Linked DNA regions of Gossypium hirsutum: region 2 is linked to region 1. A link is a contact called in public Hi-C data. All regions are on one chromosome and are shown on one strand. Each heading gives the region's core, a stretch centred on a gene start, on an enhancer-like site or on the middle of the called end of the contact. The rest is flanking DNA. Distances are from core to core; before and after follow the strand shown.

Region 1 (7,008 bases), core at 4,364-6,863:
TTGGGCCCCGGCAAATTAGGCCTACTACAACGAAAATTGTCATCGCCCCAAAAAGAGCATCACCTTTACTGCATTGCAACAACCGCTCCCCATCTGAGAGTCCTCTTATGTCCACAATGGTGCCGACCTTCGAATAAGAAGGAAGGTTAAAGGTACTGATTGCCTGGAAATAGAGAAAAAAACTACACCAATTATAGCGGGAAGCCATAGAGTTTTTCCGTATAAATATGCCCTCAAACTTTTATATGGTATTTATAGGGCATCATTTTCAAGTATCCAAAAAGATTGAGCTCGTAATCGCGTAACGACCGTCAACTGGCTCTCCCATTATACCCTGGTCTATTACCACATAACAGTTGTCAATTGAGACCTCTATGTTTTCCTCCATGCATAAAGCAAAATCACTTCCGAATTCCCAGGATAGGTTCTAAAGATAATGGTCCCATATCGGTAGGACATATGAAATGACTGCATCTCGAAGCAATATCACATTGCCGACAACTCAAGAATACCTCAAACATTAAGAAAATATTTTATAGAGGAGGGATGGAGTGGGGCGAGAAGATGATTGAGGGACAATGAAGTTTGGTGTGTGTGAGCCATTTTATAGTCGCAGGGAAAGGTTGATTTGTAAACTAAAAATTTTCTTACGTTGAAAACGCGCTGCAGAAGTCGAAGAATATATACAAAATGTTGTTAAAATGGTCGAAAAATACGATGCGGCAGGCACTTTTAGGCGTGCTTGCTCTAATATTTTTCTTCTGTCATACATTAAAGTAACCTTTACAAAATACTTGGGGAGCACGTTATGAGGTGGGTTGAAATTATATGACTTTTGAATGCGTTTTGAATATTCCAGTGTACTTGCATCATACAGAATTAAATGAATGCGTGCATTCATGAACGTATTTCGAAGCACGTATTTCCTTTCTCCCTATATTATCCTCCTATAAAATGGATGTATTTTTAACAACTTAGACACATATGAAATAAATATTAAACATCGAGTAGTTGCCTTGCGAGAGTTATGTGTACTTCTTTGGATATTCTTTTACTTATTTTTTTTTCTTTTGTTAATCCAATTCGTGACTAATATTGAAATGAATCGACGAGTGAAATTTGTTATTTACTACGATGGTCAAATCTATAATACAGAGGTCGGGGTGGTGTTTGTAGAAGCAAAGTCTGTGGAATTAACGTTCAATCCTACGATTAAATTGTGTGAGCTATGGAGTAGAATCAAGAAGAAAGTTAGGGGATTGACCCAGAGAAGAATTTCGAAGTTGCAATGCATATTTCTTGCCTTTGTTAACCTATATAGGTATGAGCTATTCGACATAATTGGCGAAGTCCATCTCGAGATGGTAATATCATCGCATTGCGCAAGAGAAAATGTTGTAATGGAGTTATACGTCGAGTTCGTCGAAGCTGGTCGATCTAGCCCATCTTCGACCACTGTTGCGGCAAATACGAGAACCGAAGCTGAAGCAAAAAGTCCTACTACATAATTGTGTGGTGGGTTCACTAGCTTGTTAAAAGCAGCTACTATGATGTTCCCGAAACATATATTGGCAGACACTCATCGATCTTTGACATGGATCTAAACTTTGGTGCCCAGTATTGGTTGAGATTTGAGCATAACCCGTAGACATATGTGGCATTTCTTCTGTTAGAGTCGATGATGAACCTATTGTGAGACCGCGTCCCCTTCTACACTGTTGCTGTGGCAGTTATTGTTGCCTTTTCGGCCAAATTTACCTACTCCTCGCCTCTGATGATAGTAAATGCAGCTTCTTGGCAACTTTAAACTACATCATGTAATCGGTATCTATTGTCGTGTCTGCTGAGAAAAATGATTCGCGGACGGGTAAGGATTTCATCCTACGATCTCAAGCCTGGATGTGCTCTTTGTGCTTCTCTGCCCAATCATTGTCGTTCTTCTTCTGCATGTCCACCTTGTGCAGCTCCTTCATGTATCACGGTGGCGATGGAATCCGTTGCCTCCACCCGAATTGCCGCAACACCCAATCTGGTTCGTGCATTTCCACTATGACGTACACTACTAATGACACTTTTGTGTTCCGCATATCCTGCATTCCAAGCACTTCCGGTGAGATGCAAATATCTTTACGTACGATTTTTTTACTAACCATTGTGTAATTAATATAGGTTCAAAAGAATACGTAACTAACCTCGACTTTGAAACATTGATCTAATAGTAGCCTAAAATCTTCAAGCTCCTTCGACAATCCCACATAACTCGGCCCATGGTTCCATCTGTACGAGGGATATGTTTGTCGAAACATATAATAAATAAAAACATTTACTGTACAAACTACGTATTTATTAATAAATTTAAAATTTTTAACTTGTCACCAACAGGAACACGTATGAGTCGGTCACACTAGGACGTAGAAACAGTAGTCGCCACTAGGCCCATGACTGTAGTAGAAGCAGACAACCACTGATTGACATCGCATTCGGTACCGTGACCCGACATAGCTCTTGATATAACGTGGACAAGACGACAGACCCCAAACTTAGTTTTCTACATTTGATGAAGTCTACTAAATGTAGTGGCTACCTTATGTGCACCAAATTTTGAGATTTATCAGGCATTAAAATTCCCCCGATTAATCTCATGATGAATTCTCGGGTGTATTGTTTTATGACCTCCTTCGTTGGGTCTTTAGAAGCTACTTCGAAATTATCCTCCAATCGGTTGATCGATATCTAACCATCGTCAAACCTGTTCGAGACCTTCCCCAACATTGCTCTACAAAGGTCCACTTTACCGGGAATGACGATTGATCTTGTGATGACTGGCCCATCCATCGACAAACCCAATTGTAACGCTAAGTCCTCGAGTGTGATTGTACACTCGCCTTATAGAAAGTGGAAAGTGTGTGCTTCGGGTCACCATCTTTCCACCAACACGTTGATTAGTGTATAATCGAGTTTGCAACCCCCGAGCATGCGAAATGTATGTAAGAATCTAGCCTCTTGCAAATAGCCATGAATTTAAGGGATCGAAAACTTTCCCATATTATGTATGAACCCCCTCCAAAAGATGATCATCCGCCTATTTATAACATAAAAAAATTGTTTCAAATTATCAAAAAACAATTAATTTAATTTAACATAATTGAAAATAAAAATATTTTAAATTTTGTTTTACCATTGTTGATATGGGTAATAGAAATATAATTTTCGTCGAAACGAATTAGAGAGGCAATCATTTGTGAGAAATTAATTTGAATGAATAAAACACAAGATAATTTAAAAATATTTTTTAAATGAGAATATTGATAAGTTTAGAACAAAAAGTTTAAAGAGAGTTGAAAAAAAAAAGATGTGAATGAAAAAAAAATAAAATTTTGGGGATATTTATAGGTTAAAAATAGGTTACCATTGGCCCCATTAATTTTTTTTTTATCATTGGTGCGACAACATTCAAAAATTCGTTGATTTTTTACCGTTGAAGAAAAACATGTCCAATTGAATGCGCTTATTTGTCACTTATATAAAAAGTGTGTTCAACTAACCTATTTCCTTAAATTTAGAAAAAAAACAACCCGAAAGCCTAATTTAAAAATAAAAAACGGTTTTTACGCCTAATTTTGCCGGTTAAATGGGTAACGACACAGTAAATTAAGAATTAAAAACAGGTATAATTTATGAGTAATTTTTTAATTATAACGATGAAATTGAAGATGTTTTTTTTTAAATTTATCATATAATAATATCTTATTTGATAAAAATATTAAATTAATTTTAAATGATACTCTAAAAAAAGACTAGTTTTTGTTTTTTGGGTACATCAGAATACACTAGGTAACATAAGATTTTTGTTAATTTTTTAAATGGTAATGAATCTTTCAAACTACACTGCTGATGTGTTTTGTTTGAATGTATGTAAACTAATGAAACTGAGACAAAATGCTTATACAACTTGTCCCTGTTCCAACATCTTCATTTCAAATTTGAGTTTTGTTTTTTTTTAATAAATAAATAAATGTGTACGTTTTTTAGTTTAATAATTGAGAAAATTACAAAACGTTTGTTTATTTTATTTTATTCAAACAACCTTTTTTTTTAATTAACTTAAACAACGTATTCAAATACAGCGAATACCACCTTTACATCACAAATAAAAAATAAATCGATAAATTTATTACAAATAATAAAGAAAAAAGGTATTTAATTTTATTGTGTTTTTTTTTATACAATGTTTAGAAAGTTTATAGTTCTTTTTCAACTTATAAATAGAAAGATAATATGTTTTAGCACACTTAAACTTACACATTAATAACAATGCATATACCAATTGGACTAAGACTTAATTGATAATTTTGATGAGTTTAAAATAATTATAATATGAAAAGAAATTATAATGTTATTTTAAATTGCATAAGAATTGCCTTGATTTGGATTTAGCATAATTAATATGATATAAGAAATTATAAATTAATAAATCAGTTTTAGAAATCCAGCAGGACTGTTCACTCTAGTTAGCATTAAAATAAAAGAAAAATCCAACATCAGGCTAGGGTAGGCTAGTATTAAAACAGTTTAGCTGAGGTGAGAATCAATAATAACATTAAATAATAAAAAAAAAGAAAGAAAAGAACTAGAATCATCTTACTTTTTAATGAAAACAACCCCACCACTATGTTCCAAAATTCTATTTATTTACTGCATAAATCATTCTTAATTCCTAAGTCATAACCTTACCTAAACTAATTGAACATTGCGTGTACTGTTTTCACACTCCATTACAATTTTTTTAAAAATTTTCTTAGTGAAGAGGTAAAGTGTCAGATTAGAATGAGTTTTTACTCTCTTTTTTTATCAATTGAATCTCTTAATCATGCATTGAGATTGAGATTCCAATTTATTATACATTCCATTTACAAAAATAAGGATTTTAACTTTAAAGATAGAATTTTTTAAGGGTTTTAAGGTTTTAATTAAATATTATTGAGAAAATTCATTTTTTTTAAATTTCTTTTGAATTATTTTTTTCTAAACTTTTAACAATTAAAAGTATTGTTTTCGTATGGAAGTTTTATTCTTAAACTTATAAAAAGTTGTGTATAATGAAAGAGATATTTGTAAATTTATTATCTTTTTAAGCCTAGATTGGTGATTTAAGATATAGTGTTCTAAGGTATTTCTATTATTATTTGTACGCCTTATATTATCATTTTTCCCGAGTCAAGTATTTAATTCTATCAATCAAGACATTCCTTTTTGTAATTTGTACACGGCTCTTTACGGATGTTAGGAATAAAGTCTTAATATGGAGACAACACATCCTATTATTAGCGATCCAAGTTAGCTGCTTGAAAGATGATAATTGGAGCCAATTCCCCGTCAACAAATATGGTAAAATATATATATATATTGCTTTTAATAAAAAATAAACATAAATCAATAATTTTTATTGAAAGAGTTTCTATAACAATTTTAGTTTTCAAAAGGTAGACTAGAAACAGTTTCCCGGGGAACACAGCAAAGAAAAGGAAAAGTCTACGATGATGATGTTTTCAAGTTGGTCAAATTGATTGGAGAGGGCTTAAACCTCACTAGCGTGGATGCCATAATTCTCCACTTGCATTTGCAACTATATTATATATAATTTTAGATCTTCAATTCTAAAAACCAATTTCTAAATGAAAATTCTTATTTTCTAAATAAATAGGATTGGAGTCTACTCAAGATTTTCACTTTTTAACATGGAAACTTCAACACACTGTTAAAACTAAGGAAATGAATGAACCTTTTTAACATTAGAGGAGGGGTAAAGTACCACTCTTGTCTCTGTGTCCGACTCACTCGGTTGGAGGAGCCTTGGCCACCCATCGTGCACCAGTTGTTTACTGAATAAATAAATAAAAGGGGGATTGTTCATGTTTGTGGAAATAAATTAATGTAGAGAGGGAAGCTGGTGATGGTTAAGCAGAGCATCTCTATTCTCAAGGGACGTCCAAGTGGGTAAACACTCAGAAAGCAACCATTTTTTTACCACTTGAAGGAAGAAAATCTGATTCCACTTTCCTTATTTTAGTAATTAAATAGTAAACTCCATTATTCGTCATCAAAGCATACTTGTTCTTCTTCTTCTTCACCAGCGGTGGGCTGGACAAGGTTGACTTTTCATCGAGAATATCAAGGCCCAATGAAGGGGTTTGCTTATGTATGACGTGGGGTCAGTGCTTCAATGGCAGCAGAATCTTCATTCATTCTCATTTACCCAGGAATCATATTGAGTCTATTCCAAGGCAGCCGCAGATAATAACTATGACCCCCAGACAGGTTTTATCTTAGAGAGGTATGAACAGAGACAGTCTGTTTCAAGCTTTCTTTTTTTTCTTTGTTTTTTTTATGAGATCTTTCTTTGTTGCTCCTCCACGTTCTTGTTTTTGCTTCTTCAGACAGTTTTTTTTTTCTCTTTGAACTACTATTTCAACTTACAAGACACTAAAATAATAATAAATATTCCAGAAAATAGAACATTTTGATATGGTGATGTAGTATCCGTTTGAGATTTCGGGTATCTTCAAGAATCTCCGCCTAGTAAATATACAACATCTTGAGTTGCTGTCTTGTCTTTTTATTTTTAAAGAAAATGAAAATCTCTTGGTTTTAATGGTTAATGTTCTGGGCCATGTTACTCCATGTTATTCCCTTACGGTAAAGTGAGAATCTTGAACCAAAAGTGCTGAAGATATCAGCTGACTAACTGGGGAAGAATATGTAGAAAGTGGGTTTTTTTTTTTCAATGTTTGTTCTTTTATTCTCGCTATTTTGAATTTTCATCATGAAATATGGTGCTCCTTAGATTTGGATTTATCCTTTGATTGATTCTTGTTCTTATTTCTTGTATTTTTTTCCCCTCTCTTTTAAGTTGACTGATACTAGATGTGGAACAGCAAAAGAGAAGCCTAATCTTTATGTGACGCACATTAATTATTCCTTATCCTTTGACATAATCCTGCTTAGAGT
Region 2 (6,663 bases), core at 1,555-4,054, 130 kb before region 1:
TTGCGTTGTACGCCTGTAAGTTTCCCTGTACCTGCTTTCTGATGGAAAGTAACCATCATTCTTGAGCAATCCCTACACCAACAGAACAAGCAAATAACATGAGTAAGCTTTTAGATGGAAGTTACTGAAATTTCATGGTAACTGAAAGGAGGAAAGAGCCAAAAGACTTTACATAAGCTGCTCTTCTTTGTAGTTTGTATACCACTCACAGGTCTTGCTCCAATGCTTAAACCCACCAATAGTACACTGAGCAGTGAAAATAGCAGCAGCAGCTAATAAAGAAGGTGGAAATTTAAGCATTTCATATTCGACTAGGCACAGCTCGATCATGAAGAACGACAGAAGCTCAAGCTGGTTCAAAGTCACATTAAAAGCCATCTCAGATTCAATTAATGACAAAAGCAAAAAATGATAATGTTTTTGTTGTCACAAACCTTCTTGTTAGATTGAGCAGCTTTGAGAAATCTCCTCATAAACACATATGGTGTAGGAGAAGATAGATTGAATTGTAAAGTATTGATCATCAATTTCTCCTGCAAATCAAGATGTATATATGTATCACCCTTTTTTTCTTTTACTCATCAGTACATTTATGAAACACAATGTTGAATCACAAACCATGTCAAGCACTTCTTTCCTGCTGTAAGCCTTATCAGAAATCAGAATCAGATCCTCCACAACCGGAACAGAAACTTCTTCGTATTTGCAGGCAAGAAGCATGGCTGTTATTCCAACCAGCTGAAGTTTCTTCCTCACAACTTGATGGACTGATAAAAATCTATCAATTACCTTGACTGTCAGATATAAGGTCTCTTCCATCAGCTCAAACTTGTAATGAACCTGCAATTGATGGATGATAATTTAATTGCCAGGATGAAACCAAATTCATCCCATAACAAGAAGCAATGTCAATTAATGCAACATTTTCCTTACCTCTATCAGCCAATCAATGAGGATAGCTCTCATCTTTTCGTTAATGTCATGTTGTTGTGCCATATAATTTGGAGGGACACAACCGGTACACTGCAAAAATTAAATGAAAAGGGTTCACAAAATCAACCAAAACAAATGATTAATCACTCCATCTTTTTAAGTTGCAACTGAGCATGAAATCACCTCTGCTTTCCTGTAGAATTTGTATAAATCATCAATGTACTCAACAACTGCAAGCGGATTCTTTTTATCACCATTGTCAATGTCCAAAAAAGGCCCTTCAGCAATGTCTTCCATTTCAACCTCCTCCTGCAAGCGGAAGCAAAGCATCAGTGCCATTTGAACAAAAGAATGGTACTGATTGATGTATCAGTTAGTAAAGGGAGGCATGCCATACCATCCGGTCAATCTCCTCCAACATAGATTCAACATGTCGCTCAAACATAGGCACTTCGGTGTCATTACTTTCCTTGGGGTCATCCAAATCTATGATAGTGAAATCATCCGATTCATTTGGAACCTGTAAGTGTAACTTAAACCATTAAACTTCATATTTTGAACAATACCTAAATTTCTCATTGTAAAAAGGGTACCTCTGGTTTCATTTGCAGCTTGTTCGCCATCTCCGCAGCAAACTTCCTGAGAAAATGAATCATAAACAAAAAAGGATCAAGAAGAAGATAAATTTGGGAAACCAAAACAAATATCACATAAAGAAAAAAATTACCGACCTAGTAATTGGTCTATGCACATGTGTGGATGGGATCTTATTAGAGACTGCATTTCTTCTGAATTAGAACACAAAAGGAAAATGGACAAAGAATATCAAAACTGTGCCTTGATTACAAAATTTCATTCTCTAGCTAGAGAAAGAGAGAAATAGAAAACTATTTGTTTAATTATAAAAAAAAAGTCTCATTTTTGGACCCTTGAATTCCAAGAGAAACCCCACTCCTCATATACATCATTTATTCAAACCAACAAAAGCAAACTAAAAAACCGTGCTTTCTTTTCTGTTATAGGCAACCAAACAGAGAGAGGATTTAAGAAATTACTCACTCAGATAAAGGTCTCTTTTTGACAGCACAAGGGAAAGGTGGAGCTCCAACTACATCCCGATTAACGATGCTCAATGCCCTCCGATTCTGCCCAGTCGCCGCCGCGAACTTCCCCCGGGCCCCGGCACGCAAGCCCACTTCTATTTGAAATTAAAAAAAGAAGAAGAAAATACATTTCTTTAAAACTTTAAATATCGAATAGTTATTTAAACATCAAACGCAAGTTAACAGAAAATGGGGTGGAACTAGTCACCTTGCGAGGGTCCGATAACTCCTGGATTGTTCTCATCTGATCCAGCCATATCTTCCGTATCTACAAACAACAACTCCATACAATAAGAACCCCCTTAACATAGGCATCCCTACAACTTCATTGAAGACCGTTAAACTCAAGACTCCATATCAAAATCAAAGCGATTTTTTTTTTACTATTTTGATAATATTGATTAAATTGAAAGAAATGCTAAAGACCCAGTAAAGAAAGAAGATCAAAAAATCATCTTAAACAAGGAAATAGTCAAGAACCTGCCTCAAATGAATTTCCTCGTTGATCTTTGCCCACTCTTCAGAATCCCAATCAGAAAAACCCCGTCTCCTTCGATGCTCAATTCACTGAAAAAGGAAAGGAAATTAAAAAGAGAGATTACTCGTATTTGGAATTTGAAGACTGGACGGCGATGGAGTGATCTCTCTCTCTCTCCCGCTGTCACTCTTTTTTCTCCTCTCTTCCGATCAGGTTTTTGGGGGTTTTTTTCTTTTGGTTTTGCAGAAAAGGACCAAAATTAAATAAGCATGCAAACAAGAAATTCTTTATTTTCAAATCTAACGGCTAGTAAATTGAATGAAAAGACACAACGCTTAACTTAGCATACCACGTGCTTTCAAATTTTACTCCTTTTTTATTATGATTATCCATTATCCATGGTTGTTGGGTCGGATTTAGCTAACTGTAAACAAATTGGGGCCATGGATCAATCTGATCCAAAAACATTACCCCATCCCACTCGAGTTCCCATCTAGTAGGAAATATTAATAATTTAATAATTGGATCCCTCATATTATCTATTTTTAATTCAATTCAAAATAAATAATTTAAAAATTTGTAAAAAATTAAAATATTAAAAAAATTATAAAATATATCCAATTTTCCATCTCATTTCTGAATATTTCACTTAAAAATTGGTTCGTTCCTTACGTTTAAACTAATATATTAACCGATTCTCGATTTAATCAATCTTACTAATTTATCTGAATAAATTCAAATAAATATTAAAGAAAAATTAATCAATGGCAGGGAAGTAGTATATGTCCACATCCTGTGAGATTTTTTTTACACCAAAAAGACTTAAAACCTTAGAAAATCAACCCTTATCTATTCATCACATTCTATAAATAGTTGATATACTTGTAGATTTGAATAACGCACTTTAATTTTCATAAAAAATCAGTTCATCAATTTTACACATTCCACGTCTTCCATACACTTTTTCTAATTAACATATTTCTTACATTTTTTTATTATTATAAAACACTATAAAGGGTAGTTGATTTTATTAACAAATATCACTCAATACAAGTGAATGTATAGAGGGCGGACAATTTAAACCAAATTCAGTTATCTTGATCGAGTTACAAAATTAAATAGAAACATGGTTAAAAATAGAAAAATCTAACAAATCTTTTTTCTATTTCAAGTTTAATAATAATGTTGCATAATTTTAATGGTGTTGTCAATTGAACCCAAATATACTGGCCTGAATCTCGACTCAAACTAAATCACCACAATCAAGTACATAATCCGCTAGACCTCCATGCACCTCGTACACCTGCCCAATTGCTTCAAAGATAAATGATGCGTCAACTTTGAACCTCCCAATCGATGATATTCAACGCATCTATCTCGGTTGACACGACAATAACGGATTATAAATGAAGATAAACATATTCCTTATTTAATAGGGTTAATTTTTTAGTTTTCTTTCCTTCTATTTTTTATTAAATGAAACATTTAAATATATTTTTTAAACTCAACATGTTTTGACGTTCAAATCCCAACCAATAAGAATCCACTATAATGCCAATTCATTAAAAAAAAATTCCTTCCATGTCGTCAATCTACAAACTCGTGAAGTACAGGGACAAATTTATCAAAATTAAAATAAAGTAACTAAATTCACCAATCGAGTAAACCACAAGTACTAATTATAAAAATTGACCTAATCTGTTCAAACTTGCATGGTTTCATTGGTTTGTCACCTAATTAACATATTAGATTGCATTTGTTTTGAAATACTATCAGTTTCGAAAACTTGAAAAATCCACTCTTAACAATTTTATTCTAGAAAAAAATATATGAAAAACACACTCCCTGTCCTTTGAAAACTATGGTTTTTTCTTTTCACAATTATTATTTGAGAGAAGTTAGAATTAAGGTTAAATTATCTTTCAGTCCCTGTACTTTGAAAAAGTTAAAAAATCCTACATAATATTTTATGTCACAATTTACCAACATGACATATTGATTAGGCTAAAGTTATATAAAGTGACATATGATTGATAGAAAATAAACATTTTAAATTGAAATTCTTTTACAAGAACTATTAACTATATTAATGATTAGACAAGTATTCTTAAATTGAGAAATTAAGTATAAGGACTAAAACTCAAACTTTGCAAAAGTACAGGAACTGGTAACAGATTTTAACCTTTAATTAAATTACGTACATGTGTAATTACATAAGCAAACCATGGGTGTCCATTTACGAGTAACGAACTTTGAAAAGGAATTATTCTATATTAAGAAGCCAAAACTTAACCAATGAACACTCCAACATTCATGGAAAATTAGGGTTTGTTTTTTTTTTTGGTTTATGTTAATCCCATCTCCCTCTTTCGATTCTGGATGTCGTTAACGATTCATGTTTGACGTATATAATTTTCAAAACCATATATATCTCTCTATGTACAATTGGATTATATATATTGAGTTAGTCTCAAGCACAGTAGATAGATTAGTTGTGTAGATCTAGGGAAAGAGGTAGGTAGCAGAAAGCTGCAGATGGTGATGGATGTTGGAGAAAGAGACGGAGATGGCGAAGATGGAGGATGGGAGAATATGGGGGAAGATAATGGGACGAAATCACCCACCGATTTGGTGGATGAAACGGTGAGTATGATTGAGTACGTGGCTCGGTTTGGGGATTACCGAAGAGCCCAAAGGAAAGAATGTTACAATCTGGCTAGGCGCATGAAGATTCTGTTACCTTTCTTCGATGAGATTCGGCACCATGGTTCCCCCATCAGCCACAATTGCGTCGCTTCTTTGTCTAGATTGAAGAAAGCAATCCGTTTGGCAATGAAACTATTGAAAACTTGCAATGAGGGTAGCAAGATCCACCTGGTAATAAGAGGATGTGTTTAATTAATTTGTGGATTATATTTGGTGTCTCATATCATATCATCATTTTTTTTTTCTTCTAAATCTCATTGTTGCTTACATAAATATATTCTGGGTTTTGCCTTTGTAATTCAGGCATTGGAGAGTGAGGCTATAATGATCAAATTTCATAATGCTTACGTAAAGTTAACCCAAGCTTTGGAAGAGCTGCCTTTCGATGAACTTGAGGTATCTGACGAAGTCAGGGAACAGGTATGGAATTATTATCTTTCTTTGCTATTTCAGGCCTTGACGAATTATTTGGAAACCCAAAACTATACTCAATGCCTTCACCCATCTTAACAACATATATATATATACATACAATATAATAAGGGACAAAAGCTAGGAATTTTATGTTTGTGTTCGAAATGAAATTAAAAATATTTTGAGGCCAAAGGTAGGAAATTTTGGGTTAAAATGGTTTAATTTGAATGATAAATTTCTTGGAGAGACCAAAAATGCAATTTTTTTTTCCATTTGATCAAAGTTAAAATGAATTAAATTGAACTTTTAAAATTTTAAGAGGGATTAAAAGAGCAATTGCATCATTCAGAAAAGCTGCCTCTTGACTTGGTCTCTCTCTCTCTATATATATATATGAACTTTTATAAGATAATTAATTTGATAGGATATATGTTTGGGATTCAGAACATGATTACTTAACATTGATTCTTGGTAATTGAATGTGGATTGTTGTTCAGATTGAGCTGATGCTGACTCAATTAACCCGGGCCAAAAAGAGAACAGACACGCAAGATATAGAGCTTGCTGTAGATCTGATGGCGGTATCCTCAAAAACCGATGAAAGGAATGCTGACATAGCCATAGTAGAAAGGCTAGCCAAAAAGCTAGACTTACATACCGTTGAGGACTTGAAGATAGAAACCATAGCTGTAAAGAAACTTTCTAAAGAAAGAGGCAGCACTGCAGAATCTATACAGCAAATCATACAACTGCTCAACAAATTCAAGCAGGTTTTAGGCATGGAAATTACCAATGTTCTTGATGATACTGACACGCCTCAGAAGTTGTCCAAGTGCCACTCTTTGGTCATCCCTCATGAGTTCCTCTGCCCCATCACACTTGAAATCATGAGAGATCCTGTTATTGTTGCCAGTGGACAGGTAACGTAAAAGACAACATTTGTATGCAAGCTCACCATGTTATGCTATGAGAAACTTATTGATTTTTTTTTATTCCAATAAAATCCAGACGTTTGAAAGAGAGAGCATC

Evidence for each region. A called contact is a pair of places that touch in the nucleus more often than the background predicts.
Region 2: a Hi-C map of leaf shows a contact between it and region 1, with 3 times the contacts expected there. The contact joins the promoter of LOC107922258 here to the promoter of LOC107918009 in region 1. A contact is called at or near these places in 13 of 34 Hi-C or Micro-C datasets (anther, hypocotyl, leaf and 2 more).

What each region holds. Positions count from the first base shown.
Region 1 is chrA01:19,961,080-19,968,087 of Gossypium_hirsutum_v2.1, reverse strand. LOC107918009 (protein NLP5) reads left to right here and starts at 5,613. Exons shown (of 5, transcript XM_041116544.1): 1 at 5,613-6,334.
Region 2 is chrA01:20,088,444-20,095,106 of Gossypium_hirsutum_v2.1, reverse strand. LOC107922258 (G2/mitotic-specific cyclin-2) reads right to left here and starts at 2,804. Exons shown (of 11, transcript XM_041116957.1): 1 at 2,521-2,804; 2 at 2,245-2,304; 3 at 1,993-2,131; 4 at 1,527-1,572; 5 at 1,331-1,453; 6 at 1,117-1,242; 7 at 934-1,023; 8 at 619-840; 9 at 435-533; 10 at 173-351; 11 at 1-72. The coding sequence starts at 2,293. LOC121231864 (U-box domain-containing protein 15) reads left to right here and starts at 4,802. Exons shown (of 4, transcript XM_041116834.1): 1 at 4,802-5,391; 2 at 5,524-5,640; 3 at 6,132-6,554; 4 at 6,643-6,663. The coding sequence starts at 5,050.